Regions from separate parts of the Gossypium hirsutum genome. Here region 1 is linked to region 2. The links are chromatin contacts, called in public Hi-C maps. All regions are on one chromosome and are shown on one strand. The core of a region is the stretch at or near the end of the contact, and the rest is flanking DNA. Distances in the headings are between cores, read along the strand shown.

Evidence for each region. A called contact is a pair of places that touch in the nucleus more often than the background predicts.
Region 1: a Hi-C map of leaf shows a contact between it and region 2, with 2.3 times the contacts expected there. The contact joins the promoter of LOC107899208 here to the promoter of LOC107899214 in region 2. A contact is called at or near these places in 2 of 34 Hi-C or Micro-C datasets (both in leaf).

The regions. Positions count from the first base shown.
Region 1 is chrD04:31,295,061-31,297,858 of Gossypium_hirsutum_v2.1, reverse strand. LOC107899208 (serine/threonine-protein phosphatase PP2A-4 catalytic subunit) reads right to left here and starts at 1,312. Exons shown (of 11, transcript XM_016824852.2): 1 at 917-1,312; 2 at 403-459; 3 at 192-275. The coding sequence starts at 1,009.
Region 2 is chrD04:31,000,266-31,003,050 of Gossypium_hirsutum_v2.1, reverse strand. It overlaps LOC107899214 (54S ribosomal protein L17, mitochondrial), which reads right to left and starts at 1,483. Exons shown (of 6, transcript XM_016824866.2): 1 at 1,259-1,483; 2 at 942-1,007; 3 at 439-513. The coding sequence starts at 955.

The sequences.
Region 1 (2,798 bases), core at 63-2,562, 290 kb before region 2:
CAAAAAGCTCACATGTCAATGCATGCAAAAGAGCATAAATTAAAAATATTCGCATTACAAATATGATCAATCAAGATACCTCTGGAGAGCTCCAACTTCAAAAAGATTGAGGTCTCAACTAATTATTTTACACATTCCCCGCTGAAACAGAACTGAATACAAAAATCAACAGTCAAAGTCAGAACAAGTACCTTCCCTCCAGTTCGAAAAAGTTCTGCAAGATCATGAAACTGCCCATGGATATCACCACAAATTGTCACCGGGCTTCTCACAGGCTGTTAAAAAAAAATCAATGCTTTCCCAGTTTACGGAGGAGCAATCTCAACACCTCCAAAATACGCCAATAAATAAACAAATATAGACATAGATGCCTGAAACACAAGCCAGACTAAGATAATAAACCTGGACATTGCTTTCTTTCATCAGTATTTCCTTTGCCTTATCACACAATGCTCTGACCTAAACAATACAATATGAGAAAAAAATAGAGTTATTAAAAGTTATATTCCACAACACAAGACAGAAAAAGACAAGCTTCCATTGACCCAAATTAAAACAACACAAATAAGATGAAACGAAGAAAACTCCACGAGCAACAAGTATAAAATTTAAACCCACAACACTTATTCCGAGCAAATACCCCGAGTTATGTTGAAATTACCTATATCAAATAAAAATAAATCATTTTCTTTCCCTGCTTTAAAGAAGAAGAAAAAGAAGCTGCATTTTTTGTTCATAACTCTGAATTGAAATTTAAACAGAAAAAAAGAATTAGCAGTAAATATTGCAATAACACTATTCACAAATCAGAGCCTAATCGATTATTCACAAATTTTAAAAATATATTATTGGATTAATTCCTGGTAAATTTCGATACTTTCTTGGAAACAAACAGATAGAGAAAAAATTAAGGTACCTGCTGCTCCGAAAGTGGCTTACACTGCATGAGCTGCGAGATCTGCTCATCGAGATCAGTGGTCAAGTCTGTTGGTGACGAATTGGCGCCCATGTTTAATTTATCAGTTGGAAGAATCGAGCGTGGAAATCGTTATCCTGATTAGGGATAACCCTAACCCTAGTTTGGACTTTGGATTGAGAATTTTCTTTTTTCTTTTTGTTTTAACTTTCTTTTTTATCTCTTTTACACTCTTTTCCTGGCTCTCTTGCTTCTATCACGAAGACGAAATGAAATGGGAGGGCGCGTGAACTGAGACAGAGAGTGGAGCGTGAACAGTGTGAGTGTTATTAAGCCACGTCACACTACTAAACTGTTATAAAGCCACTTCACCACACGTTTCGGGGAACGCTCCTCACAATGAGATTTCCTTAAGCTCCCTTCAAATGCTAACGGGAAAAGAAAAATATAAAGGGATATTATATTTTTAGTATCTAAATTTTGTTTCAATTTTCAAATTAGTATCTAAGTTCTTCTTTTATCCAGATTGGTAATAGAATTTGGTTTATATCACATATTTAAATATATTTTCTTAATGCATTAAAATAAGATGACATGGAAACTAATATATAATAGTAAATTTACTCTGTAATTAAATATTATTTAGGGTTGGAAATTAATTTTGTATATTACCAAAATTTATAAGGAAATTCCAAATTTTTTAAGGATTTACAAAAAGTTCTAAGTAGTTACCAAAATTTCTAATAAATTATTGAAATTTCTAAAGTTACACAAAAATTTCTAAGACTTTACCAAAATTAGTATCTAAGAATTTACCAAAATTTCTAATATGCCATATTATTTTCTCTTAGTATCTTGGCACATTAGTGCACTTTATGCTTCTCCTCACAAGTCCCTTAGTGATTTTCCATTCTAAGCATGTTTATATGAGTTTTTTGAGTATTTGTATATATTTTGTGATTGTAACACCTCGATACTTAACCCAATCATCGGGTCTGAGCTACAAGGTGCCACATTCGTTGCCGGAGCAACTACGATAAAATTATATTTCATTTTTAAAACAATTAAAGATTCAAATATAAGTAAAATATGTGTATAATACAATACGTAATCATTTTCGGATCTTATACAAGCTTTTGAAAGCTTTATTGTTAACCCGATATCGAATTAGAACTAAATTGTAATATTTTCAAAATTTCAGGTTGACGCTGCAACTTCAGGGTACCTCTTCGCGATACAACATACTAACTTGATCTCATTGCAATAATAAATGCTCTACGTCACGACGTAACGATCTATTTTTAAAATGGCCAAAATGGCACCAACCTGTTTCACCTAATCATTCATTTCCATCAATATTAATTTCCATTTCAACCAAAATGTCATTTCAAACATACATTTCCAATATGTTTCATCATTAACATGATCATTTGTAATTCATAATCATTCAATTTCATATTTGATAATCATGAACTTCAAAACATTACCAAATGGACATATACAATTGAGTATGAACACAAGTATTTCATCTTCTCATACAAAGCATTTAATTGCCTAGTTCATCCATACAGTCCAACCATTTAACCATTTCTAATTCATCATTCTAACTCCTAATGTGACTTGATCATATAATAAACAAACCGACTCAGGCTAGGTATATGACATATAACAAACAAAAGATATTTTACAAATATTGATGAGTTGGGGATTTCTGGTTGGATGCTAAAATCATTTCTTGGGACCTTGGGATGTACTTACACTTGTGTGGGGAAAACAAATTGTACACTGAGCGATAAAGCTCATTGGTATTTCCATAATTCAAGACAAAGCAATACAAGTTTATACCAATTGCATACATCCAATTAAAATACCATTATCAAAA
Region 2 (2,785 bases), core at 234-2,733:
TAACTTCACTTTTTATCCACACAAGGCCACAACCACCGAGAGGAAGAAATTTTTTTCTTAAGGATGATGTTTATTGTTTGTTCACATAACTGTTATGTATAAATAAGGAGACAGATACTTTAACTAGAAGAGAAAAGCACTTTGAGATCCAATTCTGATCATTTCTTCCTATACACTATTAGTTCCTTATGACATATATCTGATCTCTATCAAACAAAGAATAGCCCATAGATAAAAGTGTTACACTGAACAATTAAAAATGCACCACTTTCTTTCGTCATTCGTTTTGTCAGCTTCTTAGAGATTATTAATGCAGATTTCAGGCCAGTTATTCCCAAAAATTGTTAGTTCTTGACAACACATATTCGATCTCTTCCAAACAAAGAACGGTCTCCTGATAATTAAGTTCCAATGAGCAATATGAAATCTACAACTTACTTTCTGTCAATCGTTTTGTCAGCTTCAGTGATCCTTGGAGCTGGAACGTTGTCAATTTGGTAATCACCTTTTCCCCTGGTTATACAACAAATTCACTACATTAGCTGAAAACTAAAATCATCTTTGTTGCACTTCACCTTTTTCTTAATGTGCAAATCTGAAGTCATGCATGTACCCATTGAAAATGCAAAGCAAGGAGAAGGAGCATAACATACATAATGTATCCAAACGAACAACTTCCATTGCTTTTGAGGCTGTTGTTTTTCAATTGAAAACAATTAAGCCTAAATTACTCTACATTGTTTTCTCCAAATCAGCTCTCCAGAGGAATCACGACTCTAAATCATTCATTTGGATAAATCAATTGCTTTCCTTTTTTTTCTTAATTGCTATGCATAAAATAAACAACTTTTATGCTTAGTCGGTAACCACTTAAGCTGGAAAGAAAGACCCAACATACAAATAAATGCCCCTAATATAACTGAATCAAATTTATAACTTGCCTAGATTTAGACATGTCCAAGAATTCATAAGGATATTTGTGTCAATACTGCTGCCTCCATCGAAAGCTGCATAAAACAAAAGCAATTACATAAATAAATCGCAAGAGTTTCATCTATTTCCATAAAACCCCAATTAGTAGCTGAAAATTTGAACTAAAAAAGCTAATAACTTTGTGCCATAAACCACTAATCATGTTGTTTTCAGCAAAATATTTTAGCTTTTTTTCTTCCTTTTTGCATCAATGAGCTAACCAATAGACATCTAAGGTATCCTAGATAGAACATTCCCAGATTTTCTCACGAGAATGAAAACTTACGAAAACTCTTGAATGCATAAACCACAGGATCCAATTTGGGAATAACGACAGGTAATCTCTCGAACAATACCGACGCCACAATTTTCTTGGAGGTTGAGGAAAACCCACGCACCCCCATGAATGGCCGAACCAACGATCTGTGCATTCTCAACTTGAAAAGGCCTGCTTAAACCTAAATCCAGTGTGAAGGTATCGTAGTAATTTTTTATTTTTATTTTTACTTTTCATTTAGGTATTTTTAATTTTTGTTTAACTAAAAAACCCCAAACCCCAGCTCCCCAACCCACGCCTCAAGCCCACAAAACCCACACCCACGATTCAGTCTCCAAACCCATATACCCAGGCAGAAAAGCCCAAAAACTACCATGCCGCAAGACCCAAACACAAAACCCCAACCCCCAACAGTATTCTGCTAAGCAGAAATTACAAAACAAATAGACCATAACACAACCATCTTAAACAGAGGCAAACAAGAAATCCAAAAATAAATAACATATACTAGACAATAAACAAACAAAAACAAGAACCAGACTGAGACCTGAAACTAAAACCCACTGAAATACAAGTAAGGAAGCACAGATCTGAAACTAAAAACAGAGATGAAAAGGCAAAAGACAAAATTGAAGTAAAGATTCATACCTGAAATCAGTCTCCTTCATTCATACCTGAAATCAGTCTCCGATGAAGCAGGGGATTTCAAAAATCACAAAGAACAGTTTAAGAATTTTAAATTACAATAAAAATAAAATGGGTTTTCATTTATTGTCTACTGGTCATTTGGAGAGCTATATTAATGTACAGTTAGGTTTCATTTATAGTCATTTTAATGAAAAAAAACAATAAACAAAAATAACCTTATCTCTTTTATTTGTTAAAACTTTCAAAACTTCTTTTTATGTTTTATTTTTTCCTTGTTTTTTATTTACTTTATCTTTACCCCATTCAACTAAAAGGGACTTCAACGACTACTTTCAAACTAGTTTTTCCTTCACTTGATGGATTTGACTTTCCCAACTTATTACTAACACACTCAATGAGGGGAATACACACGACCAAATAAACATCAACAGTCATGCACACAAGAAACAATAATCAAATAAAACAACACACATCAATGTTATTCCAAACAAAATCAAGAGATTGTAGAGAGATACTTTGGGTCGATATGAATGACCAAGTCAATTAAAGGACCAATTGAAGCCCCCATTCAAACACTGTTGACATCCTCAAAAGAGAAACCTTCTTTTGCTACATAATTAACAATATCAAAGCAAAAGATGAGTACATTGGACTTTTTTTTAAAAATAAACCACTATTACTAGTCAAATATGAAACTCTAAAAGAAAACTCTCACTAGGGGTGAGCATTCGATCGAATTGAACCGAATGAAAAATTTTTGAGTTAATCGAGTTTTCAAATCCTATTTTATCATCCTAACTCGATTTGAAATTTTTACGAATCGTGTCGAGTGGGATGGAATTCAAATCGAATCGAATATAATTGTTTGAGTTAAATTAAAAAAATGAC